Linked DNA regions of Mus musculus: regions 1, 2, 3 and 4 are each linked to region 5. Evidence: chromatin contacts called from public Hi-C, HiChIP or PLAC-seq and Micro-C data. All regions are on one chromosome and are shown on one strand. The core of a region is the stretch at or near the end of the contact, and the rest is flanking DNA. Distances in the headings are between cores, read along the strand shown.

Evidence for each region. A called contact is a pair of places that touch in the nucleus more often than the background predicts. HiChIP or PLAC-seq counts read pairs in DNA pulled down with a chosen protein or histone mark.
Region 1: a contact with region 5 is called in an H3K4me3 HiChIP or PLAC-seq map of embryonic stem cells, with 28 read pairs. The contact joins the promoter of Sgo2a here to the promoter of Spats2l in region 5. A contact is called at or near these places in 10 of 39 promoter capture datasets (cranial neural crest, embryonic stem cells, frontonasal cranial neural crest and 6 more), 4 of 484 Hi-C or Micro-C datasets (the HL-1 cell line, embryonic stem cells, granulosa cells and 1 more), 11 of 115 datasets of contacts at active chromatin or transcription factors (embryonic forebrain, embryonic limb bud, embryonic stem cells and 4 more) and 2 of 9 other capture datasets (adipose tissue and liver).
Region 2: a Hi-C map of cerebral cortex shows a contact between it and region 5, with 3 times the contacts expected there. The contact joins the enhancer-like site here to the promoter of Spats2l in region 5. A contact is called at or near these places in 2 of 39 promoter capture datasets (liver and second pharyngeal arch cranial neural crest), 2 of 484 Hi-C or Micro-C datasets (cerebral cortex and forebrain), 7 of 115 datasets of contacts at active chromatin or transcription factors (embryonic limb bud, embryonic stem cells, forebrain and 2 more) and 1 of 9 other capture datasets (adipose tissue).
Region 3: a Hi-C map of nephron progenitors shows a contact between it and region 5, with 3 times the contacts expected there. The contact joins the enhancer-like site here to the promoter of Spats2l in region 5. A contact is called at or near these places in 9 of 39 promoter capture datasets (the 3T3-L1 cell line, cranial neural crest, embryonic stem cells and 4 more), 1 of 15 datasets of contacts at CTCF or cohesin (large pre-B cells), 8 of 484 Hi-C or Micro-C datasets (cardiomyocytes, cerebral cortex, cortical neurons and 4 more), 15 of 115 datasets of contacts at active chromatin or transcription factors (the NIH/3T3 cell line, craniofacial prominence, embryonic forebrain and 8 more) and 1 of 9 other capture datasets (liver).
Region 4: a contact with region 5 is called in a Micro-C map of embryonic stem cells, with 4 times the contacts expected there. The contact joins the promoter of Aox1 here to the promoter of Spats2l in region 5. A contact is called at or near these places in 2 of 39 promoter capture datasets (cranial neural crest and second pharyngeal arch cranial neural crest), 17 of 484 Hi-C or Micro-C datasets (the AML12 cell line, the AtT-20 cell line, Sertoli cells and 9 more), 11 of 115 datasets of contacts at active chromatin or transcription factors (astrocytes, bone marrow-derived macrophages, embryonic hindbrain and 4 more) and 4 of 9 other capture datasets (adipose tissue, embryonic stem cells, liver and 1 more).

The regions. Positions count from the first base shown.
Region 1 is chr1:57,993,818-57,999,321 of GRCm38.p6, forward strand. It overlaps Sgo2a (shugoshin 2A), which reads left to right and starts at 2,157. Exons shown (of 9, transcript NM_199007.2): 1 at 2,157-2,495; 2 at 4,279-4,404. The coding sequence starts at 4,281.
Region 2 is chr1:57,631,332-57,637,182 of GRCm38.p6, forward strand. No RefSeq gene overlaps it. Among named protein-coding and RNA genes, the nearest start is that of Spats2l, 140 kb to the right of the region's middle. Within about 2 kb of position 2,925, at least 7 of the 459 cell types and tissues checked have an H3K27ac peak or open chromatin away from gene starts, as enhancers often do. A contact at or near this core is called in cerebral cortex, where this site is marked.
Region 3 is chr1:57,544,043-57,550,027 of GRCm38.p6, forward strand. No RefSeq gene overlaps it. Among named protein-coding and RNA genes, the nearest start is that of Gm22371, 120 kb to the left of the region's middle. Within about 2 kb of position 2,634, at least 8 of the 459 cell types and tissues checked have an H3K27ac peak or open chromatin away from gene starts, as enhancers often do. A contact at or near this core is called in nephron progenitors, where this site is marked.
Region 4 is chr1:58,026,614-58,032,119 of GRCm38.p6, forward strand. It overlaps Aox1 (aldehyde oxidase 1), which reads left to right and starts at 3,356. Exons shown (of 35, transcript NM_009676.2): 1 at 3,356-3,445. The coding sequence starts at 3,404.
Region 5 is chr1:57,770,980-57,776,930 of GRCm38.p6, forward strand. Spats2l (spermatogenesis associated, serine-rich 2-like) reads left to right here and starts at 3,882. Exons shown (of 14, transcript NM_144882.4): 1 at 3,882-4,045.

The DNA of each region.
Region 1 (5,504 bases), core at 907-3,406, 220 kb after region 5:
ACAAATGGGACTCATAAAATTGTAAAGCTTCAGCCAGGCAGTGGTGGCAAACGCCTTTAATCCCAGCACTTGGGAGGCAGAGGCAAGCAGATTTCTGAGTTCGAGGCCAGCCTTGTCTACTGAGTGAGCTTCAGGACAGCCAGGGCTATACAGAGAAAGCCTGTCTTGGGGGGGAAAAAAAAGAAAAAAATTGCAAAGCTTCTGTGAGGCAAAGGACATTGTCAATAGGTCAAAATGGCAACCAACAGATTGGGAAAAGATCTTTACCAACCCTACATCCAATAGAGGGCTAATATCCAATATGTACAAAGAACTCAAGAAGTTAGACTCCAGAGAACTAAACAAAAAATTCTCAACTGAGGAATAACGAATGGGTGAGAAGCACCTAAAGAAATGTTCAACATCCTTAGTCATCAGGGAAATGCAAATCAAAACAACCCTAAGGTTCCACCCCACAGCAGTCAGAATGGCTAAGATTAAAAACTCAGGTGACAGCAGATGCTGGTGAGGATGTGGAGAAAGAGGAACACTTCTCCTTGTTGGTAGGATTGCGAGCTGGTACAAGCACTTTGGAAATCAGTCTGGCAGTTCCTCAGAAAATTGGACATAGTACTACCTGAAGACCCAGCTATACCACTCCTGGGTATATACCCAGAAGATGCTCTAACACATAAGATGCTCCACTATGTTCATATATATATATTATGATATATCTGTACACACATATGTATAATATTATGATATATTATATGTAATATTATAATGTATATCATAATATAATAATAGCCAGAAGCTGGAAAGAACCCAGATGTCTTTCAACCGAGGAACAGAAAATGTGGTACATTTCTACAACAGAGCACTACTCAGCTATTTAAAAACAATGACTTCATGAAATTCTTAGACAAATGGATGGAACTAGAAAACCTGAGTGAGGTAACCCAGTCACAAAAGATCACACATGGTACACACTCACTGACAAGTAGATATTAGCCCAGAAGCTCAGAATACCCAAGATACAATTCACAGACCACATGAAGCTCAAGAAGAAGGAAGACCAAAGTGCTCCAGTGCTTCTTAGCAGGGGAAACAGGCTACTCACAGGAGGAAATACAGAGGCAAAGTGTGGAGCAGAGAATGAAGGAAAGGCCATCCAGAGACTGCCCCACCTAGGGATGACAAGGTTCTTTTTAAAAGATTTATTATTTTATATGTATATTTTGCCCGAATGTACGCATGCATGTATGTATGTACACCATATGCATATCTGGTGCCTGCAGAGGCCAGAAGAGGACATAAGATTCCCCAGAATTGGAGTTACAGATGGCTGTGAGCCACCATGTGAGTGCTGATAACTAAACCTGGGTCCTTTGCAACAAATGCTCATGACCTCTAAATGCCATATTTGTAGTATTTATTTATTTATTTAGGTTTTTCAAGACAGGGTTTCTCTGTGTAGCCCTGGCTGTCCTGGAACTCACTCTGTAGACAAGACTGGCCTCGAACTCAGAAATTTGCCTGCCTCTGCCTCCCAAGTGCTGGTATTAAAGGTTCCCAAGTGCTGGTATTAAAGGTATGCACCATCACTGCCTGGCTTCTATTTGTATTTTTAATATGATGGAACAGAGCAGTTTTTTAAAATATCGTTTCTCGAAATTCTACATATATATATTATTATTAACCTTTTGTAAAAAGAACCAAACTGACTTGAAAAATAAGACTAACACATTTTAAAATATAGTTGAAATAGTTTAAAATGCCACTCTGTGTACTCTGCTAAAATGGAGTATCATTGCAGCACTTCCAAGTGCAAAATTGAGAAAGGCTTTTAAGTGAAGTGTAAAGAAGCAAGGATCACAATTGGAAGGCAAGAATGCAGAAACTGGATGCAGACAAATAATCACACAGTGAACAACACAAAGCCCTGCGAAGGACTAGAGGTGCCTGCCAACCCTCAGAGTGTCCCTTTATCCGTGGTGAATGGCCCTCTCTGTCAGGGCTGGTGGAAATGGCTACCAGAAGCTCAGAGAGGCAAGGAGAACCTTTTCACGCTCGCTGCAGCCCGCCCGGCTCACCCAGCCACGCCCACTCGACCCTCTCCAGTACGTCCCGCCCCTTCCGTCTTCCACTTCCGGGTGGCAGCGCATCTTTGCGCCGCCTTCTCGGAATCTGATTGGCTGGAGCATAAACGCTAACTGCCGCGCAGTTTAAACCTGAATCCTGGTCTTCGCGGATTGTCGCGCTTCCCTGGCAAGTGTGGGCACCCACAGCTGAAGGGGTCGCTGGTAGGCGTGGACGAGGCCAGCGCGGCCAGCAAGGCCTGCGAAGCCGGAACCCTTCTCGGTAGCCACTCCTGGCGCCTCAGTCCTCGCCGCCGCGCGTCGGCTTGCAGGGCCGGGACGCGGAGCCGGGACGCGGAGCCGCCTTCGGATCGGGGCGGTAACCTCTGTTCTGACTTTGAGCTCCCAGCTGGGCGAGGGGTCGCCACTAGTTTTCAGGTCAGTACCTGGAGGGAAAGGGATCTAGGTCCTTGTGACCAGGTCTGAAACGGCTGCTTTCGTGTAGGTAAGGATGCACCTACACGCATCTCCAGGGTAGGGCTTCTGCCAGGCTTGTTTCGAACAGAGAACTAATAGCTTGGCCGGGATCTGGGTATTGGGAGCTGACACTTAGAAATGGAGATGTGCTATATGCTAGGGCGTGGCATGGGGGTCCACAGGAGGGAGGAAAGCAGGGTGTGTCATCAGGATCTGTTTATTCCCGCCCCCCTCAGAAGTGGGATCAAAGAATGAGAAGAGGTCACAGTAGAAGGTCTGCCACAGGGCTGTGGATGAGACGGGGGATTGGACTGGAGGGAAAGTTGAAGATCTGCAGCTAGCCTCCTTGTTTCCCTGCTCAGATTGTGAGGTGAAAACCTGCAATTAGCCTACCAGCTTCCCTGCGGTTTTATGGTTTGTTTGTTTGTTTTTGGTGGGGGGGGGGGGCGAAACTTTAGAACAGTTGAACTTTACTGTTGAAACGTTCCTAGTGAACTTCCTCCCCGTTGCAGAAATTCGCCCCCCGCCCCCAACCATCTTCTCGGTCATTTGCTTAACAGCTTTCCACATCTGCTCAATGCTTTCAAACATGACCATTTCAACATTGGGCAGATTTTTTTTCTACTGAGAAGTTCTTTCATGTGTTCATATATATTTCTATTAGAAATGTTTATCCAAGGAGCTGCTATGTGCCAGGCACTAAGAGTTCAGCAGAAAACACATTTAATAGAAACTTCTGCCTGTCAGCATTACCCTAATCTCTGCTCTTCTCCGTGAAGATGTTTGTGATGGCGTTAGGGATGCCTAGATAAATAAGAATCTTTTCATTGGATCCTTATACTAGATCTGCAGACTATGTATAGATTGAGAATTGCAGGTACCTGACTAGGTCACTTTGTAGCCTACTATAGGACCGCTTCCGGGTTGGGAAGAGTTGGAGGGCAGTTAGGGTGAGGAAGGTAAAGATAATGAGGAATCTTGTGGAATCTAGGGATTTTTGTGATGGACATAAAAGGAACACTGAGATTGTTCTGTGGACTCAGAGCAAGGAGCAGAGTGGCTTGTGGCGGGAATATAGGTTTGGGGCGTTGACCCCATTCGAGCACATAGCCCAGCATCGCCACCTGCACCTCAGTGAAGCTTTTTCTGATCTGTTTTCTCTGCCCAGTTAGCATTAGCACTTCTTTAATGTCTTGTGTGTTAAAGTCATTGTTCTTGTCATACTAATTATTTATTTCCAATTCTATTACATTGTTAACCAGTGTAGACCATAAATCTAGACTTAAGCTTGTAATTTCCTCTCTTTCCAAGCCCTCTTCCGCCCCTTGAGTGAGTCATTTCTTTTGTGCTTCCATGAAGGTCCACTTGCCTATCTAAGGTTATACTTTTGCATAGTAACAACAGTGTCTGTGTCACACTGGACTTTTCTTTCCATGACAGCAGGGACCCTATCCTGTCTTCTGCTGGTAGCCCATTGTGTCCACTAGGCATGGTGATATAATATAGGTTTGAATAGAAAAACAAAAGTATTTACCTTTTTGGAATTCACTAATTCTCCTGATTCTCTAAGTTCGTATTTTAAGATCTTTATGTAAAGGGCTTTGCAAATACATTATGTCGACAGTGTATTGTAAGTCATGGTGGTTGGGCTTTGGAATGGATCGTTACCAGTTTTTTTCTCTTATCACTCAGTACTATGCTGGTCTCCCACCCCACCCCATCTTTTCTTTTCCTTTCACTTCAGAAATGGAGTACCCAGGGATAAAAGTTGACACTGTTACCTCTGGAATTCAGAGACGAGTGAAGGGCAGAATTGCAAAGACAAATTTGAATGTTTCTCTTGCTTCAAAGATCAAAGCAAAAATATTAAGTAAGTACCTACCTTATTTTAGCAAATATAGAAAACTACTAAAATGACTACTTTGTTAGCTGGTACTTTTTCTGTTTGCTCTTTCCTCTCTGTGGCTCTCAGCTATTCTGCTGAATGGTTTTGCAATCTGCCCTTGGCCTGCCCCCAGGCAGCTACCTCTTCTCATGCAAAGACAATACCAATGTGGTTTCTCAAGAAAAGAGCTACAGAGAGTAAAAGATTTGCTTTGCATTCATTCTGTGGCAGTCAGGTGATAAGTCACGTAGACGTGCTTGGCCAAGATCAGGTGTGGTAGTACATGATTTTATATAGGCCAGAGTTCACCAAGAAAGCACTATGCACTTTGGAAATGAGATTTTATGAATCCTGGCAATAAGGCGTTAGGAAGGCAAGCAGACAACAAAAACAAAAACAACATAAATAAATAAAAACCCATGAAGATGGGAAACTTCCTAGGATAAACTTTTATTGTTCCCAAAAATTATCTCAATGGTTTATGCCCATGTTGGCTACACTGGGAAATGTACTGTCTGTCTGCTGATGTCACACCCATGACTTACACTGAGCCAAAATGTTTTAAGTATCTTTAAGTCAGGACGTTGCTCCTTCCGGGATCTGTAGGTAAATCTGAATTAGCCAGCTTTCTACAATGGTTATTTCCTGCTTCATTCGTCAGGACCTTTTGGAAAACAACAGGTTATTTTTAGCTTTTGGATGTCCTAACTGGTTGTGGTCTGTTTCTATTGGGTATGCCAAGGAGAGCCAAGTGAAACTATTCTCTACCAAATATGAAGTCCTGGTATGGTTCGTTTGTTCGTTCTTTCTTTCTTTCTTTCTTTCTTCTTTTTGCATTTTTAATTATTACTTTTTTTTTTACAGTCCAGCTGTTGCCCTACTGTTCTTTCTTTTTTTAGATGCCCAAAATGTTTTTCTGAACATCTAAAAAGGTTATATTTAACAAAACTTATTTTAATATGATATATTAGCACATGCCTATAATTTCAGCACTCAGGAGACCAAGACAATTGTGTGTGTTACTGTGGAGTAAGTATGTTATTGGCATGTAGTAGAATCTAAAATTCAAATTATGAAAATATAAT
Region 2 (5,851 bases), core at 1,675-4,174, 140 kb before region 5:
CGTAAGGCAATCTCATAATTAAATTGGATCTGTTTCAACCATGAATTTTTCAAAAGATCATAATCACTGTGGTTTCCATGTCCACTTAAGAAACAATATAGTCATGTGTGTCCACAAATGAGCCTCACAGGAGACTGCCCTTATCAGTCTTGTTCTGTGATGTGAGCCAAATTGGACTTGTTTATACTCGTTTCAGATGTAAAGACTTAGCTTTTTGCTAAACATTACATAAAAATCAGAATCTCACAACAAAATGAATTTAAATAGGCAAATATTGCTTTCTCTGTGAGCTACAAAGAGAACTGTATTGCGGGGTGGGGGTAGGGGTACATGGAGAGTATCTAAGACTTGCTGTGTCTGTCTCTAAGCCTCAGTTTTCTTAGCTGTAAAGTGAGCATGCTACAAGCTTCCTTGGCAACTAACTGGGAATCTATAAACTTGGATTCTTGTACATGAACTTGACATGATAATAATACCCAACTCATAAAGGAGATGAAGTATGAAATTACTTTCAAATGTGAGTGCCTAGTTTTTAGTGAACATTCAACGCATTTTAACTCATTATTGCCATCCACACAGAAATTTCGATTTACTTTAACCGATTGTAGTTATTTAAAACACATATACACGCACACACCACATACAATATTTAAGAGAAGTTACAGACTCATAGCATGACTGAACTGAATGTTCAAGTATTTCACATACACCCCCACCCCCACCCCTGCACATGCTAGCCTCCGAATAGTCAATATCCCCTTTCAGAATGGTACCCTATACATTCTTAATTCTGCACAAACTTGTAATGATGCATGTATCATTCCAATGCTATACATGGTAGTTTCACTTCAGTAAAAATCCTGTGCTCCTTCTATCTTACCCACCCACAACCATGGAAAATACCGATGGATATTTTTAGTTTTACTTTCTCCAAATTGTTAGCATTTCTGCAAGTAATATGTAGCCTCTTCCTCCAATGTCATAATATTTATTCAAGGTTCTCCTCATGGTTTGATATCTCATCTCTTTTAAGGGCTGAATACTATTCCATTGTCTGGACAGATATATTGAGGGACTGTTTAGTTGGTTTCTTTCCTTTTTATAACCTTTATTATTTAAAAGAGAAACTTTACAAATAAAATATTACATACCCAAACTAACAAGACCCAAAGTCTATTCAACTTAATGAACTTATATTCATTTAGAATTGGTTTGATTATTAAAAACAAAACAAAACAGAAAGGACTTTATCTAGCTGAAAAATTAAAGAACTACTTGTATAGTGTGATTTAAGAAACACTAATAATGTTCTGTTTACCCTTAAAGGTGTTCTACCTTGAAACAAAGCCTGCTGTTTCTCTAATAAAGCTTAATTTATCTTGCTTAAAATGTTAACATGAAAATACTCCTAAGAGAAATATCACTTTAAGCATCGTTAGCTATTTGCACATTAGACTGAGTGAGTTTTATGTTTTGTTCCGAGAAATTTCCCCAGAGGTAGGAGGAAACAATATGAGACTGCTGGCCAGGAGGAAGATAGCCTTACCTGCTCCATGTGATCAGCGCCACCTGCGTAGCTGATGTGATCAGCAGCGCTAACATAAGCAGAAGGCTTTTGCCTCAGCATAGATTCTGGAACTCTCTAAGCATGCAGACTTCTGAGATAGTACCAATTGAGGCAAAAAATCCTCAGCTGACATTAGTTGGTGATTAGAATTTTGGGTGAGGAGGGTGGTTTAAATATTTTTAAATTGGCAGTTGTTGTGATTTGGGGATAACATCCATTTGTATATTTGTTGTGTGGGATTAAGGTTCAGGAAAAAAAGTTTGCTGTTGGTCCTGGATTCCCGGATTCTCCCTACCTGGTCAAGCATCTGAGATCTTGAGAAACTCAGTAACAAGAGCTTAAAGCCGGCTGGTCAAGTTATATCCACCTTTGAACCAGAGGAAGATGGATGCTTCTGGTTGGCCATCGGTACCCTTTTCATTGAGTTCAGAATTCTGACCTGTAGAATATTGTGATCCACATTTGGGGGGGGGGTAGGTTTTACTCCCTCAAGATGACCCTTTCCAGACATTCCCAGAAGTTAACTAGATAACCCCAAACAAGCATGCCCATGTCTTCTAGTTGATTCTAGACCCTGTCAAGTTGACAATATTTAGTTGAAGAACCATATCTTAAGACCCCCCAACCCCTTCATTTTCTCCTGGGGCCATGCCAACTCTGGGATCCTAAATCCTACTCACTCTAAGCAATGGATCCAACATCTCTGAGTCTTGGAGCTTTGTCTTGGAAAAAGTCAGGGCTTTATCTTGTCTAGTTTGTGAAGAACTAGTTTATATAATCTCTAACTCATTTAGCACAATGTTTGCCATATATTGGCAATTTTCCTTTCCTGTTGACTTCACTGATCTCGGCCTTCAAAATTCAAATTCTTGCTTTACACAGAAAAGAAAAGGACATTATTCAATGACACTGAAACTCATTTCTTTTCTAGGTCGGTTCCTCCAGGCTTGTGTGAATTCAGTGTTTCATCTCTGACAGTGATAGGCTTCAACTAACCAGAAATGGGTCCTGAGTATGTGTGTGTGTATGGGCGGGGGGGCGGGGGGGGGGGAACAGGGCTCTCTTGCAGTAGTCCTCCAGTCTACTTAGGTTTTCTCTAGGAAACCATTACACTGGTGGGTTGGCATGGCAAGACTCCACTAGGTCTTTCACCACATGCCAAAAAAAAAAAAAAAAAAAAAAAAAAAAAAAAAAAAGACAACTGCCCAGGCTCCCTTGGGAAGCACTAGCAGCTGCTAGAAGCTCTTTCCTGGGAACTCGTAGGCTGGAGGTAAAATGCTGGCATCAAGGGTTGTTTGTACTGACTCCCCCACCCACTCCAGCTGGCTGCAGCAGTCTGGGTGTAGAACAAGTGGAAAGAAGACCACAAAGTGCCAGAGATGGCTGGCTGTATGTAGGGATCTCATAGGAAAGGCTGCTTTGAGATATCAGTACCTCACCCCACCCACTCCAGAGAAGTCAGCCCAAAGTGACTAGTCTGGGACACAGTCCTGTGTTACCTGTGGCCCACAGGAGGCATCCAGCCTCCACCCCACCCCCATGTTGTCAAGAACTTTTCCAGAATGGCTACTGCTTGGCTTCATCTCCCACAGCTCCCCACAGCAGCTTCTTGTTCTCTCTGGAGCAGCCTCCACATGATCACGCTTCCATTGCTATAGAAACCTCTTCATTCCATTTCCATCTTGAAGATGCTGACACAGAACAGCAGTGCCATCTCAGGCTCACCTTCCATGTATTGACCATGTGGTATCTGCCATGCATCTTCACAGCATCATACCTTAATGAGGTTGTCTCTCCAGCCAAGTCATGACTGTTTACAAGGCTTTCTCCTCCCCTAGGGAACTGCTTGGGAATGAGAACTCTGCTTAACTCCCTCTAATTTCTGGCTCTAGCCTGATGTATGGGGCAGCCATGTTCACAGTGGAAGCCTCCCAAGTCTGGTTTGATCCCCAGAAGCATAATGTGATGCTTCATCTTCATTGCAAACTTATAGAAACTTTATTGTTAACATGGTGTGCCTGTGAGAGTATTTCCAGAAAGGTTTAAGAAAACAGGGAAGATACACCCCAAACCTGGATGGCCTTGTCCTATGGGATGAGGCTCTGGACTGAATAGAAAAGAAGAGAGCTGAGAGCTAGCTTCCATCTCTCTGTTTCCTGACCTTCCATTCCCACCACCATACCTTCCCTACCATGACAGACTGTGCTATGAGGAAAGTAAATTCACCCAGGGCTCATCCTATCAAGGATGTATCAGAATGGATGGAGCTCAGGCTCAGCTGGAGGATTCGTAAAGATAACATCTAGAAACAAGGTTCACCTGTTGAATAAGAATGCTAATTTTAGTCACTTTCTTCCATCTTAAAATTTATTTTCCTTCTGTTGTGGTGTTAGAATTTCTTCCTCAGCTGCCAAGGAGCCTTGCAAAGTATTTCTCCTCTGCCTTCATATCATTATAGTCCTACAGACACAGCTAGAGAAAAAAATAGTTATTGCACACTGATTTACATAGAATTTTGGCACATAATAGACATTAGAGCAATTACCTGTGAGAATTTTCTTTCTGAGAAAAAAATCTAATATGTTAGGTAGGACTTTTGGTGAGAGTTATTGTAGATGTCTCTTTTCTTTACCCTTCACAATACTCAGCCACTGATACACAATTACTTTAGAAGACTTCATGAATAATATTGTAGACTCAGGGTTGGGTGCTTGTAGAACATGTAGTGGCCAACAAGGTTTTGGAAGTTATGGTGGCTAATTGCAATTGTCAACTTGATGAAATCTAGAACCACCTGGTAGATTGGTCTCTGAGCATGTATGTGGTCATTATCTTGATTAGGTTAACTGTAGGAAGACCTGCCCACAGTGGGTGGAACCATTCCCTAGGCTGAGAACCTGGAATGTCCCAATCACCACTCTTTTCTCATTCCCTTTCATGAGTATATAGGCTTGCTTCATAACATGGGGGATATCCCCACCTGTACTAAGTTTCTCTTCATCTTGCACAGGCATCCCTAGCTCCAAACTATTCACACTTCCAGAACTGTTTGCTTCCCAGAGAACCCAAACCATCACTAGTCACACACACACACACACACACACACACACACACACACACACACAAGATAACAAATTTATTTTGACTTTAAGAAGTTACATTGGCTTAAAATCTAGGTTCATAATGTTTTCTTCACAATTTAAAATCAAAAACTCTCTGAAAACACCAGGATTTGATCTTACCTTACACAAGACTGTTTGTTTCCTTTGGGTATTCCACTTAGTCAAATATCTTGTTACAAAAATATCAATGTGCTTTGTTGGGGTATTTTTTTTCCAAATCCCACTGAGAATAAAATGTAATATATGGTATACGCATTAAATTGACACTTTGGTGCCTGGTAATACTCTGAATTAAATAAAAATATTTTAAAATATTTTGGACTAGCCAGTCCCTGAGGGAAGCGCCACTGAACAGTATGCACGTGTGTGTTATCTCACACTGAATCTGGGCACCTTATCAATAGACTATTGCTGAAAAAGGTGCTGTGCCAGTTCTGAACATGTTTCTAGAAGCCTCCAGTGTTGTCATTTCAAATAACCTGGCCCATAAAGAAATCTGGCTACCCTGGTAAACAAACCATGTGTAGTGTAGACATCCACAAATTGTTTGAGACAGAGAGGACTTCAAGTCCCAGGGTTTGATCTAAGACATTCCTTCTGGTCATCCTTGCCCAAGAACCAGGGGTTGAGGTTCCTCCCATCTGACTCTAAGTCCTATGAGTTAACCCAAGGCAAACTAACATCACAACTATGCAGCTGAGCCCCAGTCCAGCCACAAACTAGGCAAAATCATAAATCTCTCTAGGTTTGTTCTTACGTTGCAATGCTAAGTGCAGGCCTCTAATACCTGGTTGAGATCAGGGAGTCTACATGTAGAACAGAGTGCCTCTGTGACCTTTGTCTCAAGTTATTTCTGATTAAATTAAAATGTTGACAGCTAATAATAGCTGGCTAGCAGAGACATAGGCAAGGTTTAGGATTCCTGGGTTTGATAGTTGGAGGAGGATCATGAGGAGAAAGAAGGGAGGAGAGAGACGCCACCATGGGTTAGATGAATCATGAAAACATGGCCCTAATGGCTGGGCAATTGGAGTTAAGACCAGCCCAGATGAAACATAGTGATAACTCAGTGTTATTGATAGGAAAGTAGATTCTAATAGCATAGAGGGTAGATATCTTCCCAGCCCTTGTGATGTTTAAGGCTTATTATAAATATAAATAT
Region 3 (5,985 bases), core at 1,384-3,883, 230 kb before region 5:
CCTGCTTCTGTGTACAATAGATCCGCTAACAAAGGAAAATCTGAAAGCACGGCACATATGCTTGTCTGTACATTCTCAGGTCCACATGGGCTTTTCCCACTTCTTAGCTTACTTTCAGAAGGCAAAGCTGTCATTAAGGAAAAGGAAAAGGCTGCTCTCAAGCATGAATCTTCCTTCACAGGCTTCATTAAAGGAAAATAAACTTCTTTGCGAGTTAGTGAAAGGCAGTGGGGGAGGGGGAGTGAGGAATTTCAAACTTTCCCTCCTGTGCTGAAGATAAGGAGAGATGACTCTGTGCCTGCCATTTGAAAGCGGCAGGAGACATCAAATCTGTTCTAAAGATACATAAAATGAAACCCAAGGTGTCAGTGGCTTTAGCCTGGAGATTCAAAATGAATCAGCAGAAGTGAAAACAGAATTAATTTTTTTTTTTTAAATTCCAGTGCTCTGGCCCCCTGGCTTTTGCAATGCTGTCAAATTCGGGGTCAGGTGTAAGCAGTTTCCTAATTATGCACAATACATTCCAGAAAAGATGGTACTGAAATTGAAAGTGCAGGCTTAAAGAAGGTTCTCTACCCAGAGATCTGATTGTCATCCGCTGACACACATCACCAGCTCAGCCATATGTTAAAAAGTGAGTGCCTCTTCCTAAATTTTGAAATATATGAGGCATCAATAATAACAACATAAAACCTATATTCCCAACACACTGCAAGCTAAAGAATGAGGATCTCTGTGACTCTGGGGTCAGCCTCGGCTGTATAATCAGTTCCAGCTCTTTCTGGGTTACAGAGTTGAGGCTGTTTCAAAAACTCAAAGCAAAACCCCAACTAGAAACCCACAGAAAGCTATCTATCTGCACTGCTCAGCATCTGGCTTAAGAAATGTTTATATAGGAAATCTAGTAGGAGCTCCCTACATACCGCTTTTCTGGTATGTTTGGTTGGTTGGTTTGGTCTATAGCACTGAGAATCAGAACACACCACATGCCTTGCATGTAAGAGACATGCACTGTGTGTCTCTGAGCCATATCCCCGGTCCTGAAAACTCTCTTCTGCCACAGGAGGAGCCATTCTCCAGACTCTTGCCCTCACACTTTTGCTAGATTCAGTCACTCAGAAGACCATGTGATGAACCAGCCTGCCTCCATCTTAGGCTTGAAAGCCATGTTATATAGTAAAGACGAACTAGGTTTATTTCTATGTATGATTAAATCTGTTTCTCAAGGACTGGGCTATCCCCCACCTATAACCTTAACTACAAATGGTTCTATACTGCCTGTTCCAGGAAACAGCAACCAGGCCTTCGTTTCAAAAGGTTACTATGACCACCTTGTTATGGCTACCTTGCAGACATGTCTTTGTTTTACAAGAGGTGGTTATGATCAACTTGTTATGTCTATGTTTCACTTCTGTAACCTACCTATTTGCCTGCCATACCCCCCCCCAATTTGGAAACCCCTTAATCCTGACATACAAACCCCTTTCTCACCCATGTCCAATGTGCATCTCTTGAATCCCACCTTTAGGAGGAGATAGCACATGTACACACACACACACACGTTCTCCTGCACATGCACACACACTGATTTGTGGTTTCTCTCCTAGAATCTGTAGAGCTAACACATAATCCTAAGACTTTACAAATACTTTAAAAGGATTCATTCCTTGCCAATCCCTAGAACAGTATGGTGAGTTAGATACTGCATTTATGCCCGTTAGCAAATGATAAGGCTATGCACATCAAAGGTAAGTAAGTTGCCAGTAGTTAGCAAATCACGATAAAGCTAGAATACAAAGCATGCAGGAGTCTGGACCTCTGGTTTCTCTTACTGAGAACAGTGTTATGTTGTCTTCTGCTGTCATCTTGCTACTCAGCTCACTAGCTAACTGTCGTGTGCCTATCCATCCTGAAACAAAACAGGCTATAATAGACACCAGGAGGAAGTCATCTTCTTACAGTGTGCAGCCCTTTGCAATTTGCTTTTCTCTCAATGTTATTTTATGAGATCCATCCACATTGCTGCAATTAGCTCTGCATCATTCATTTTCATTGCTGACTATTACATCATAGCACAAGAAGGCAGGATTATGTATTTTAATAGCAGGGAACATTTATGGGTTTCCAGAATATTTTCCTACTACATGCGTTGCTGTAATGAACGTTGCTGTATGTAATTTCTGTGCACGTGTACACGTTTTTCCCTCAGGGGCTGTGGGCTAAGTGTAGAATTGCTGGATCAAATAGTATTCTTATCTTCAAGCGTAACAGACATTATTCTCCCAAAGCGTGCTAATTCACATTCCTCCTGCAGATGAGTATCCATTTCCCCAGAGTTCTTTTGCTAACTGGGTGTGTTGGCTAATCAGTTTTATCAACGGAGGGAGCGGTTTGTCTCTCAGTCTGTCTGTGAGGCATTTTCAGGAAGAATTAACTAAGGTGGAAGCCCCTCCCCCACACGGAGTATTCCTCCCCACGGCAGGGAGGTAGAAGGAGACTTCCTTCACTTCTTGCTGGTGGGTGCTGTCACTACTGCCATTTTAACTGACATTGGAACCAGGCAGTTTTGGACGTCCATGTGGACCAGAGAACTTCCATCTCACTAGGCATCCCCCCCAGGCTTTCACGGCACCATTGCTGAGCCATCCAGCTTTGTGGACTGAGCTACTGGCAGCTCATCCCTGCAACATGAGATGGCCACTGCTGAACTGCCTGTCCCTGATATTTAAATCAATCTAACAAGTTCTTTCCATGCTGTGAATTCCTTCTAGACACAAAAACCTCTGTTACTTAAGTGTATCAGAAATATTTGATTCTCTTGTATGCAGCTTACCATTCCTCCTTTGAATATTAATTTTTGAGATGTAGGATTTCTAATACTGAATCTTCTCATTTGTTTTTAATAATGATGATTCTGAGAGGACTGTCTAAGAAACAAACCTGTGTCCATTTCAGAGCTGTATGCCTGTGCTTTCCTTAAGGCTTTAGCTTTCAGGTTTAGGTTATTTGATCAGCTCAGATGAACTGTTTAAGCTTTTATTTATTTATTGTTACTGTGTGTGTATGTCCATGTGTGTGTATGTGTATGTATGTGCATATGTGTGCATGTTTGTGCTTGCGCATGTGTGTGTGTGTATGTGTGCGTACGCACGTGACAGTGTGTGTGTGTGTGTGTGTGTGTGTGTGTGTGTGTGTGTGGCAGTTGGTGCACAGGTGCCACTGGTACCCATGTTGATGACAGAGGACAACTTAGTGGAGTCAGTGCTCTTTCCCCACCTTTGTTCTGGGGATCAACTCCATTGGTAGGCTTTCATGACAAACATTCTATCCGTTGAGCCATCTCACTGACCCCTCAAATTAATTTTTACGTGGTGTGAAATGTCAGTGAGAATATTTTTCCCTGCATGTTGCAAAAATACCTCTCTCCCAGAGGTGTTAAAGTGCCCTGATTAAAATCAAGTCACATCAGCATGGTTTTGTGTCTGTTTTCTATTTGCTTCAGTTACTCTTATTTATTTATCTTTCAAAGAATGCCACACTACATTAATTACTTGGCCTTGCATTAAGCTTTAAATGTGCTAGTTTAAGTCTTCCACTACCGTTCTTATTGTCCAGGGTTGTTTTTAACTATTCTGTCTTTTGTATTTCCATATAAGTTTGTTTGCAATCTTTGAAAATCCTGCTGAGAGCTAACTGGCATTATATTGACTCTACAGATCATCTTAGATGAAATGGATTAAACCACAGATCAATTTGGTTTTTAAAAAAAAAAGCAAAAACAGATACTACAATGATATTGAGTTTTCAATGCATGAACAAGATGTATTTGGCCATCTAATTCAGAATTTCTACTTAGCTCAGTGTCAGTTTTTAGTTTTCATTATAAAGGTCTTACACTTTTTTCATGAAGTCTGTTTCTTAGGTCTATTGTATTTCTGATGATATTACAAATAGTGTTTTAAATTTTTTTCATTTTCAATTATATTTTTTTTGTGAGGTGATCAAATATCTTGAATGTAGTGACAGTGTCTATATACCCCATGGTATCTTCTTTTCGTATTTATATTCTTATGTAATCCCTTCCTCTTTTTTTCTGAGTTAGACCTACTTGGTAATGTTCTCCTAACAAACAAAACCAAACAGGTGAGAGACACTCCTGGGTTGGAGTTCAAAGCTGACTTCCATCTTGTTGAACCTAGCTGACTTTTTCTTGTTCACTATGATGGAGATCACCTGCCACGAGGGAGGCAGAAGATCATTCAACAAGAAAGGCTAACATGAGGCTCAAAAGACAAGCAGGGAAGGACTGGGAGCATCATGAGGGATGTTGCCAGCAAGGGATGCTTTGACCATCTTCAGAGGAGATGGCAGCCCCAGCTGACACTTGTCTAACTCAGACAGCCTGAGTTAGAATGCTCAACTAAACTGTGCCTAGCATTTTCCTTTTGTTTCCTACTCTTGCCTCCACTTTCTCCCTCCTTTCTTCCCTTTCTTCTTATCTCCTACTTCTCTCTTTGCCTGCCTGCCTTCCTTTCTTCCTTCTTTCTTTCCTTCCTTCCTTCCTTCCTTCCTTCCTTCCTTCCTTCCTTCCTTCTTTCTTTCCTTCCTTCTTTCCTTCCTTCTTTCCTTCCTTCTTTCCTTCCTTCCTCCCTCCCTCCCTTAATTTATTTGTTTGTTTGTTTGTTTCTTTCTTTCTTTGTGAGGTGCTAGAGACCAAACTAGACTCAAACCAATCTGTGCACACTAAGCAAGCAGTATCCATGGAATATAAGCCCAGATGCTCCTCAATTTGAGATAGACTCTGGGTCATGCAGGCTGCCTTAAATTTATAATCCTTCTGCTTCAGCCTCCCTGATATTGAAAATACAATCTTGTACCATCATTCTATGCTGATCTACAGCTACAACAGCCAGTACGTAACAAGTGTTTTCGATTTTACATTGTTAATTTTTAAGGCAATGCTGTACCAGGATAAGTGACACATATACCATGGCCTCCCTAAATTCACTTGGCTACAATAACTTTTGGACTCTAGAATTTCCTATATTTATAGTTATGTTCTCTACAAATAAAATATGGCCTCACTGTTTACTTTCCTGGGAACTGTTTGCTTGCTCTCCTTCTCAAGAGAAATGTAGCCAGTCTTTCATCAATGAGAATGGCATCAGGGGGAATTCTTCGATAGTGTCTTGTGTTCACAGAGTGATAGAACTCATTTCTCACCTTGGATTTCTGAGGGAGTTTTAAAATTCAGACTGAAAATTGAAGAACTTTCAAATGTCTTTTCTGCATTATAAACAAACCCCAATTATATTAATTTATGACCATCAACTGTAAAATGTTAAGCCAACCATTAATCCCAGGGATCAACTCTTGGTCATAAAGTATTATCCTTTTCTCATATTGAAAAATCAAATTTCTAATAGTTTCATAGGGATCTTTACATTAATGTTCATATGGATTATTTTGTTACTGTGTTTTCTCCTCATTTTTTTTTCATGGTTAGCTATCAGAATTATGCATCCCTCATGAATTAAGTTATAGCATAAAATTATAAGACTTATAGATTATAATTTCAATGCAATAGTAAATTACATCTTATAAAATATAAAAAAATCATTATTTCATTATTATTTGATAAAATTAAACAGGAAAGTTATCTGGGCCTATTTTGGATTTGCTTTGTTTTTTAAAGATTTTTTTCTATTATTTCGCCATGTGTATATATGTGTGTATACGTATGGAAGGCAGGTCTTAAGAGGGTGTTGGGTCTCCTGGAGTTGAAGTTACAGGCTGCAATGTATGAGCCATCTGACATGGGTGCTGGGAACCAAACCTGGGTCCTTTGGAAGAAAAGCCAGTTTGTTCTCTCATTCTCTATCTGTCTGTCTGTCTGTCTGTCTTTTTTGTTTCCAAGACAGGGTTTCTCTGTGTAGCTACGGCTGTCTTGGAATTCACTATGCAACTGCTGAACCATCTAACTAG
Region 4 (5,506 bases), core at 2,106-4,605, 260 kb after region 5:
ATATTCTTTAAATAAAAGAAGCGTTGGTTTCCTCCTTCCTTCCTTCCTTCCTTCCTTCCTTCCTTCCTTCCTTCCTTCCTTTCTTTCTTTCTTTCTTTCTTTCTTTCTTTCGTTTTTCAAGACAGGGTTTCTCTGTGTAGCCCTGGCTGTCCTGGAACTCACTCTGTAGACCAAGCTAGCCTTGAACTCAGAAATCCGCCTTCCTCTGCCTCCCAAGTGTTGGGATTAAAGGCGCGTACCACTGCCTGGCCGAGATTTTAGTTCAGTTTTTTGTTTTTTTGTTTTTTGTTTGTTTTTTTTTTCTTTTTTGTTTCTTTCCTTTTTTTGTGACAGGGTTTCTCTGTATAGTCCTGGCTGTCCTGGAACTCACTCTGTAGAGCAGGCTGGCCTCAAACTCAGAAATCTGCCTGCCTCTGGTTTCTTTTTTACCATTAATAGCCAAATACCTGTAGAGCACCTTAAAAGTGGAAAGAGGGTTGATCCGTGGAGGCTTGTCCCTGCCAGGCAGATGGGTATGAGTGCTGGGACATATGGCAGAGAAAAGTAGGTCGTCTTAAAAAGGAAGCAGGGAGACTAGGGTCCTGTGACCCACTTTGTCCAGCTAGACCCACCTGCCAAAATAAGGCCACCAGCTGGGGAAACCAAATATTGAAAACACAAGCCTGGGGGGGGGCATTCATATCTGAATGATTACACATAATCACTTCATTGCAAGTTAACCACTATTTCACCTGTGATTAGCACAACTGGCAACTGGTTGGCCCTCAGTTTGACAAGTCTGGATAACATAGACTCTTTAAGTCGAGAGAAAAGTTACCACTGCTTAGTGAGTTTGAGATCCTTTTCCTAAGAAGTTAGCCTGCAGTTAGCCATTAACAAAAGTATCTTCTGCTGGATGGAGAACAGGGAGAAATAGCAAAAGGTGTAATTTTAAGACACCAGGCAGCTTCATGTACAGCTCAGCCGTATGAAGTGAAAGCAGGCAAGCCCGGGTTTTTCCTTGGTTACAATTCTCCAGGCTTTTCTGGCTTTTCTTATCTAGTCATGTCCATTTCCTGAGAATGTTTGGTAGTGCTGGCAACAGCGTCTTTGTCTTGTTTCTAAATTCTATGAGAATGCCTCTCCTGAAAAGGATGGTGACTTTTATGACCAGAAAACCTGTACTATAATCGCATTGCAGCATAAACCATTATTATTTTGAGTGGTTTTTGAAGAGTCGAGTGGTACTGACTTTGTCAAGCTGCTTGGCACTGACAGAAATTCGATTAGCACCCAACCAAGAGATAAAAGTCCGTAATCACTGTTCGCAGTACTCTAAAGAACTGAGAAAGCGAGAGGAAGGGAGGGGACCCTGGGGCACCACAGAAGGGACTGCAGGAAGAGAAAGGATGGAATTAAAAAGCGTGAGCCCCAGGCCTCTCCTGTTGCTGGTGTCCATGCCTTCATGGACACTGCTCTGCTACTCTGGAGCCAGCAGGTGCTGCCAGAGTGGCTGCTCTGAGTCCCCACAACCCAGACAATATGGCACATTTTCCTCATTGCCTTCCCTACGTCTAAGACCCTGCGTTGCTGAAGACTAAAGAGGCCTGGCAAGAGAGAAAGATGATTTGCAAAATCCTGGCCTTAAGGCAGAGTAGAGAAGTATGGGTGGGAATCCGAGTAACACTAATAGTGCACGTGTGCACACTCACATACACAATGGTCTAGGAATATTTATCAATGTACTGATATGAAAACAGCTATGGATCCTGAAACCTTGTGTTTTAGCCCTTTGCTTTGAAAAAGACTATCACCGTGTACCTAGGGTGGTTTGAAATAGCTTAATTTTTTAAATATGTATTTTATGTGTATGAATGTTTTGCCTGTGTGTCTGTATGCCTGTGTATGTGTGTGCATATGTGTATATGTACATGCGAATGCATGTGTGTGAGTATATGTGTGTATATATATGGGCATGTGTGTGTATGTGTGTGTGTGTAGGTGTGTGTGGGTGGGGGGGGGAGTAGATGTGTACATGTGCATATGCCAGGGGCCCTGGATCATTAGAAGAAGGAAATGAGATTCCCTGGAACTGGAGTTTCAGAAGACTGTGAATGTTAGGAATTGAATCTGTTAGAAACAAATGCTCTGAGCCACTGAGCCATCTCTAGTTAGTAAGATTTTAGAATGGAGATTATTGGCATCAGGAGAGTAAAAGAATTCTAGCTTTTAATCTGTTCATCTAATCTTTTAATCTCTTCACTATTGCTAAAGCAGAATGCCCCAAACTGGATACTTTATAAAGAAAACAGGTTTGTTCTAGTCCTGGGTCCTGGAAGCTCTTAACCTCTGAGCCATTTCCCCAGATCCTGTCAAACATAAAGTATTTTTCAAAAAAGAAAATGTTTGACAGATATGGAGGCTCACACACACCTTTGATTCCAGCACTCAGGAAGAGGCAGAAGCTGATAGAAGCTGTCAGTTCAAAGCCAGTAAATTCCAAACTAGCCATAGCTTTATAGTGATGCTTACACACACACACACACACACACACACACACACACACACACACACACACACACATACACACACGTTTTCTGTCTACTGGTAAAACACTGTCTGAAATGTGCTTAAGATCCTTGGGAAGCAAGGAGGTGTTAGCCACTTACTGTTAACCACTCCTGGAATTGCTGAGATGTGGTTTCTTCTCCTCTACCTACAAACGGGAAGTTTTCACAATAAAAATGTTGTGTAGTGGTGCATACCTTTAATCTCAGCACTCAAGGGGCAGAGGCAGGTGGAGATCTGTGATTTCGAGGCCAGCCTGGTCTACAAAGAAGAGTTCCAAGACAGCCAGGCTGTTACCCAGAGAAACCCTGTGTGAATGGGTATTGAGGGGTGGGGATGTTGTATTGCATGAATAAAATAACCTAGGGAGATATACTAAGGCCTGGAAAATAATTTGGTCTCATTTGAGACTTGCCAGGTTTTATAAAGTGGATTCTAAAATATAAAGAAAGCCAAAAAGTGAGGTTAAGGGCGCAGGACTCTTGGGAAGTGACTCAGCAGTACAGCCAGGCTGCCTTCCCCCTAAACAAACGAGAGGATTCTGGAAACCACTTCAATAAGCAAGCATTGGCACAGATACTAGAGCAATGACTCAGGACTTCCTGAGGCTGGCCGCCCAGCTACCCCTCTCTCCCATCGATGCCAAAACCCAAAGATTTCAGCTTGTCTCCCACGCTGGCACACTCTGTAGTGTCAGGAGAGTTTTCCCTTTAGGACCTCTGCAGCATTGGCTCTTCCAAAACTTTCTGGGAGGGTGGAGACTTAGAAGCACAGACAAGCCCCGCCCTGTAGCCTCGGGCAATTTATTCTCTGCAAGGACTGGCGCTGCTAGGGACCTGCTAGGGACCTCGGAGTCATGGACCCCATTCAGCTGCTCTTCTACGTGAATGGCCAGAAGGTGAGAGCCCGCGGGTAGGCAGACTCCTGCACCACCCCGGACCCCAGTTCTGGGCCCTATCCCAGCCTGCGCCCTGCTTTCGCTGAAACCTTAGCATGGGGTCTCATTGGGTCCTCAGCATAGGAATCTGCATTATAAAACTCAAAGGAGATCAGATTATTTTTCAGACCTTTCGCATCACGACCAGCGCATGGAAGACTAAGAATTTCAGAATGTCTGAATCCCAGGGCCTCTCCCTTCCGGACGGGGAGCATCCAGACCTTCCCTCCCTTAAAGCCTCCGGCTGATAAGATCTTCCAGCACAATTAAATAAGTAGCCTCAAGTCTCTGCTTGTCTGGGTGAGCAATACCCAGCTTTAACAGGGCCACAGAGGTGCACTGGTTCTAGCTACTCTGTGATTTTTCAACTTGGTGAAGCCAAAGCAAGTTCCTGGCACAGCACAGCTTGCCAGAATCAGGGGCTCCTGCCGAGTGTGGCATTTTGTTTTATTTGTGTGTGTGCCTTGGCTCTGAAGACTTTTATGGCGGCTCCAGGCAAATCCTGTTGCTTGGGGACAGCAAAGCCTCTGGGCATCGTTTAAAGCAGCCGTCTGGGCAGTGGCCCAGCTCATCTGGAGTGTTCTCTGTGTAAACTGATAGCACTTTGAGTGGGGGGTGGAGAGCTGCTGTCCACAATGTCAGTTCCGCCCTTTGGATCCCGCTGTGTTCCCTGTGTCTGGCTAGGGACAGCCAGAGCCCTTGTTCTAGCTGGCACTGGCTGACCAACTGGAAGCCAAGGAAGGTTTAGCGCCAACCAGACCTTTCCTGTGTGAGGACTCTTCGGAGGCTATGAAGTTGAGTCACACTGCTGTAGTTTTGTAATGTGTTTTCTTCCTTGAAGAACAGGGTCTCCCAAATCATAGAAGCCCCCATTTAAAAAAAAAAAAAACCTTTATGAGTCCCTGCTTCATGGCCCTGAAGCGGGATAGATGGATCCTTAAATAGATGAAACCCATTAGCTGTCCCCCCATCTCCCCACAGGACTACCATGAAGGTGAACTAGAATAATGGGTGAAATGGCTGCCCTGTTCCTTCCGTTTCCTTTTGCATAACAGAAAAAGCTGGAGTGTATTCTGTCCTTACTAAACGAACGGAATCCATTGCCGCTCACTGGAGCCTCACTGCCTCTTGGAGGCAGACTCCAAGGCTACTAACAGGCCAACACTACTTATTGCGAAAAGAGCAATCATGAATATCCATTGTGTGTTTTCATGAACATCCTAACAGATACTAAGCTATGTTTAAGCTTATGGGATATAGCAAACCACAGAAAGGATGCGACCCCTGCTGGTGAGGGGTTGACACTGCTACACTGCTGGGGAAACAGCCAACAGGCATATAAATAAATGGAGAGAGTGTGGTGTCAAGCAGCGGCAGGTGCTGGCATGAAAACGGAGTGATGAGCAGAAACTGATGGGGTGGATGGAGGGGATGCGTTGACCTTTCAGATCAGGGGGCATTGGAGCAGTGTCTGGGATGAAGTAGGACCCAGTCAAGCGCGTGCACACAGACACATACACACAAACCACATATAGACATATATGTATACAAATGCACACACACAAACACTCACATATGTATATGTGTATACAAATACACACACACACACATATATGTGAAAGGAATTTCAGGTAGAGATATCCAGGTGCAAAGGTCCTGGAGCAGAAGAATGTTTGTTTACATATGATGGGAATAGATTGCTAGGGCTGGAGGTGTGGTCAGGAGCCAGGGTACAGCTTTATAAATGATGCTAAGAGTCTAAAGCAAGACAGCAGCCATGTTGAGTCTGAGGTCTCCTCCCTCCTCCCCCTCATCCTCCCTCTCCTGCTTCCAAACAGCAGGGTTCTTAACAAGCACACAACTTTGTGCTGCACTGATTTTGAAGACTAAATAAGTCCTTTTTTACCCGAAGCTCACCTTACCTCTTTCAGTCCCACTGTTAGCAATGCTGGACCTCCAGGTTCCTCGAACTGAGTCCTGGGACCAAATGTTCTGTGAACACCCTAGAAATACTTTGATTTT
Region 5 (5,951 bases), core at 2,632-5,131:
GAGACAGAGCTTGAATCCTGACAACCCTAAAAAGGCAGGCTCAGCAGTCCATCACTCAATATGTCAGTAAACAGACAAGTAACAGTGGCCTGGCCTGGCCTGGTGTCAGAGGCTGTAATCCCAGCACTTAGGAAGTAGAGACAAAATCATGGGTTCAAGATCATTCTTGACAACATAGAAGCTCTAGGCCACTCTAGGCTATGAGTGGATGGAGAGGGCGGGGCGTATTCATCAGAGGAAGGATTTAATGTGCCACATTGGGAAGAGAAACAAATGAAGTCCAGTGTCACCCTCCCCAAATCCCAAAAAGGTTTCGGTTGTGAGTAAAAGGGTTGGAGGTATTTGTAACTAAGTAGTCCTGGTCAGGTGTGGCTCTGCCCACCACTGACCCATCCTTGTCTCCATTCCATTATCTCCAGCAATGTGGAGAGATGAGTTGTCAGAATTTCATGGAGACTTTTCCTATAAGACAAGTGCCCCTCCTGTTTCGGACTTTTCCTTCCTCAGCATGAGACTAGACTCCAAGGGAAATTCTAATTCCTTGGGGACGATTGTTTTCATAGTCTGATCCCTGGTGGGAAGAGCACTGTGTTTCCCTTTAGAATGTCTTCACTATTGCCAAGATATCACTTTCCTATTTGTAACCAAAGTGGCTCAGATTGTAATGAAGAAGCAAAGGGCCCAGACCCAGTGACTCCGAACAAGTTCTATTCCTTACTTGTGGTATGTGTCCACTAACGACCACAGATGTGGTACTGCTCAGTGTTGTCACTGGCTCCTGTCTGATGGAGCTGCCATCTCTATGTACCTCACTGTTCTCAGTACTGGAAAGAGATAACATGGAGATCTGTGAACTCTCTCCACAGTTCTACCTCCAATCACTCTCATCCACACCATTGCCTGAAGCAAGTTGCAGGGCCATAATCCAGTCAAACGAAGGGGTGAAATCCCATCAGTTAAAGAGCTGGAATATCTGCAAACAGGTGCAGTTTGTCCATCACCTCCCTGAGGGAGATAACCTGGATCCCACGCAGTGACTATACCCAGTCAAAGTCTGTGATCTCTTTGTGGTAGGCAGTCCCATCTAGCCAAATGCTGCCTGGTGCCCTGGAACCTAGCAACTACTTCACTCCCTGTCTATACCACTCACGCAGATATTGACATTCAAAGGGACAGTGTGCAACTGATGAAAGCCTTAAGCCAGCTTTCCTGAAGGTGTTCCTTGCTCTGAATGACCCACACCTACAGATTCGGAAATCTAGCACAATGGGGATTGAAAAGCTAGGAATGTGGCATTTGACGGAAATCAATACTGTTCAGTCAGCTTTACTGACCCCCATGCTTACAGGAAGCACACGGGGTTGAGAGTGGAGGAGACAACATGGCAGAAAGCGGTAGCTGCAGGTTTAAAATATCACTTTGAGATTTTAAACATGAGGAAATACAAACCAACACACTTTGCCCTTATATATTTAGACATTTGCTGCTGTGCCATTTGTTTGCTACAAAAGGGATCTCTAGTTTTTAAATCTAGTTAATCAAACAGTAAAATGAGTATAATCTTGCAAAATAATTCTGAAGAGAATCATACTGGCATAAACTCTTGGTTATCATTTCATACAATGTACTTTTTTCAAACAATTCTCCAACATCTACTTAAAAACACAAATTGGTTTTTGTTTTTGTTTTGTTTTGTTGTTGCTGTTTTTTCACATTCCATTTCTTTGGGTTTTTACCTTTCCGGGTAATATTAGTACAGATCTATTTTATATGATTTTAAAGATTGTTTACTCTTGACTCATCAAAACGCTGTCTTGTTAGTTATTTGATGTGCAAGACGCTTTTACTGATATTTCAGCAAGTGCTTTAAACCTTAAGGTTTTACTTTTTTTCAAACCAAATTACTTTGAGCAATCAAAGGTCTGAGTTTGATTTGAAACTCTCAATAAGACGTTCAGCAGTCTGATTTCTCTTGCTACGCCGGGTCTAACTCCTGAAAGATAGCATTGTTTCCTTTGGGTTTTCAGACCGTTGCCCTTTCTGGGCAGGGCCACCACGCCCTGGAGATGAGCTGGAGTCAGGTTTGTCCTTCGGTAACTGTTACTCTGTTTTTACATCAGTCCCACGTTTTGACTTCTCTGCTCTTGGCCCACAAAGCAGTTATTATTATAGGTATGACTTACTGGAAAGCCACCCTCAAATATGAAAAGGCCAGGCCTGGCTTCTGAAAACCCTTTCATCCCTCTGGTCTTGAAAGCATTTTTTCTGTCAGACTTCAGTAAGCAAGTTGGATTTGGAGTCCCAGGAAGGTTATGAAGTGGTAGAAGAAAGGAATGAAGCCAGAGTTCAATGTTATTTCCAAAGCCCATCCTGAGGGAAACGATAATTTATTACTTGTTTTTGGAATTCTAGTCATGGGGGAACCTTCGCTCAAAACTTAAACGACTTACTTTGCAAGAAGCCCTGAAATGTGCACCACACTCCAAGTTGAATCATTCCAAGTTACTAATTAATTCTTTCAAATTCAATAAGCAATAGGGTGGCATTTGTCCTTGACTTGTACAGAAGCTGGCTTTTCCGTCTGCACAAAGGTTGGGCCAGACTGGGTTCAAATTCTTCCTCTAGTTACTAGTTGAAAACTTAGACAAGCTATTTAACTTTTTGTCTCCTTTCTTTATTTGCAAATAAGCGAAAAAAAAACATACCTACCCACTGAGTTTATCTGAAGGGTTGGATCAGATACTAAATAAAGCACACTCATTCACCAATCCAGCCTATGGGGTGGGAGAAAACTCCCAGTCAGGTAAGAAAATGAGTTATTTCCTTTCATCTCTTCTTTTAATCAGAGTGACCTTTGTCAACTGGGCTATGATGTATTGTAGATCCGAATGTTACCTGAAAGTGTAATTCGTTTCAAATAACGACTCCCTTAAATGGAATACAATTCCGCTGTTCTGAGCTTGAGAGGCGAAACCGACTGATTTGATATTTGTAGAGGGCTGAGAGCCAGGAAGCCCCCCACCCCACTCACCCAAGGAACAGTTACTGCTCAGAGAAAGGGCGGCTAGGAAGTTACCCTTCAAAAATAAACCTGAGAGCAGCCTGCATTTCCCTCTGCTGCCTCTGGAAGAGGTGTGCGATCTAAAGTGCGTCCATCATGAATAATGCTTGCCTTTCCTCTCCCAACTACTGCACTCCCAGGCAGAAACATCACCAGCCGCTGCCACTGGGTAGCTCAGGGCAGCTCAGTGGGTGATCACGCACGATTAGATGCCCGCGTGAGACCCGGAGTGAAGACGAGGAGCCAAAACACTTCAGCTCAGTCTGATTTCAAAGGTCGGGCTGAGCCCCCAGAGCTCATCCCAGGGCCTGATTTTCCGCGGCTTTTCCGAATAAGCTATCTTTGTTTACATTTGAGCTTGGCTCACTCCCAGAAAGCATTACTACCTTCTGTCCGGAGAAGCATCTCGCCTTTGCAGACGGTGCTGGGGCAGCAAAGTTCGTTTTCCTGGGTAGGGAAGAGCGATTCTCTTGCTCCTCACGCGGGTAGTACCCAGTGTTTGGACAGTAGTGGGCAGTTTAGGGTAGGTGGAGGTTTGGAGGGGAAGGGGAGAAGGTTGGTGCGGGGCAAGCCAATGAAGTGCTGAAGCTGTATGGGGGATTCTTCTAGAAAGTAGGGTGGGAAAGGAGCTAGGGAGGGCGTGTGGAGGGACAGGATCCGTGTCAGAACGTGCGTGTGAGCGGATACAAAACCCAGGGAGGCGTGATCGGCGGCGTGTGTGCAAGCCCGAGCGAGGGGCGCCGGCGGGGTGTGTGCTCCTGGTGAGTGACACGGAGGGGCGGGCGGCCGCCGGGAGGGGGCGGCTGCGCGGGCGGGAGTGTCCCTGCGTGGGGCTGGCGGCGCGGAGTTGAGGCAGTGAAGGAATCCAGCCTGCCCAGCGGCCCAGCGGCCCTACCGCCGCTTTCCCTCAGCTCGCTCTCCGCGCTGCAGGGGCCGCCAGCGCCGCGCCCCGGCCCGGGACAGAGCAGCCGCGCTCGCAACGAGGTAAGCCCGGGTCCCCGGGTCGGGCGGCTCACCAGGGCCTGCGTGGCCAGGGTGGGGGCGATCGACCAGCCGAGCGCCCGAAGGCCGCCTCCCGGGGCACTGGGTGTGGCCCGAGCTTGGCCGACCGGACGCGGAGGTCGCGGTCCTTGCCTTCCCCCGGCGGGTGGTGGGGACAGCGGCGGAACCGATCGCGGACTCGGCCTGCCCTGCTCCACGCGGGCGCCCCCCTGCGCTCCAGCTCCGCGCCGCCGATCTGCCTGCCCGGAGCGGGGCCGCAGGTCCCGAGCGCCCCGCACCCCTCGGCACCGGCGGGATCGGGTCCCAGCGTTCGCGTGCGCGCGTCGAGGGCGCGCAGGGCAGGCGGGAGGGGGCGCCCAGGCCGCCGGACCGAGCGATGTCATTGCAGGGTCTGGGCAGAAAAGCCCCCCGGAGCCCGCGGGCGCCGCGGACTGCAGCCCGGAGCGAGGGTCGTTTCTGAGTCGCGGAGACAACTTGAGTTTTGCGCATCTGGGGAGATAGCAGAGCTTCTGGCGCTCTGCTGGGAGTTCCGTGTTTACTGCGGACACCGGGGTGAAGGATCCAGCCTTCACCTGGACGGGAATGCGACGGAAACCTCCCATCCTTTCCTTCCTCCTTGCGAGTGGAGCCTTCCAGTGCGCAGTAGGGTCGGCATTTGTGAACTTGATGGGTTTTCGGCTCACAGCAGTCCTGGTTTTTAGCAGGTGCCAAGGTTGTGGAGACCTGACACACTCATTAAAGATTCTTTGTAGACAGCATTTTGCTTTGAGTGCAGCACAATCTCTATAGTGTGAGACTAGCGAAAAACCCTTGAACTTCAACCACAGCGCCGTCCTTTCCTTCCATAAAACACATGTAATATTTCACTTGCTTATTTAAAATACTAAAGTATCTGACCCCTTTGCAGCCCCGAAGATTTTAAAGGGGAGAGGGACACGGAAATTTTAGAATTTGTGCAGAGATAGAGTAAGGTCGTGCGGTCTTTATACCGTCATTCAATTTTGTTTTAGAGGAGCATTCATTGCTACTCAGACTCTGTTTCCAGAGAGTAAGCAAATGTGCAGTATGGCAGAGAAAAGAAAGGACAGGAAGTCAGAAATAGAAAAAGACTATTCAAGTAGTAGAAAAAAATATTTTGAAAGAACTCTTTAAAAAGTTGCCTTCTGGATAAAATATTTTATGAGCCTTATGAAATTGTGTTACTTAACCAGAAAGCACTGTTCTGGGAAGATGGGAGACAGTCTTATCAAGGAACTGTAATGCTTTAAAAAATCTGTATATCTGATGTTTGTTGGTTTTTTAACCAGGAACAAAAAAAATCAACTTTGGGAATGATTTTCTATTTGGACAAGGCAAATACTACTTTAGTCTCTAATTAGAGTTTTGAAATAAACTCAAGCTGGGTTAAAAACCTTTTTCTGTAGAGCAACAGAACAGAAATCATGTCAGATTCCGTATGGCTTTAAACACACACACACACACACACACACACACACACACACACACACACACACACACACGACTAGCTCCAAGGGGGAATTTGCATAAAAATACAATTAACTTGAATGCAGAGAATATTTAAGAGATGAAGGGGAAAACACTGAACATCTGGGAAAGGGGTGTATTAATTGGCAATTTTTGTTCTTTAATTTCTGAAATATTAAATGAGTGCCTAGGAATCAATTTAGGTAGTGTGCTAATTTAGTCAGGCAAAATGGCCAGGGCTTCTTTTGTGTCTGTTTTGTTGTGAGGAGCCCCCCACCAAAGTGGTCAATTGCTAGTTTCTCTGCTCGAACTAATTTCAAGTGGCCATTGTGGGAAGAGGTGATCAAAGGAACAAACACTTAGGGCACAGCATGGCAGCCAGTGAAGCGCTGCCACGTAGGTC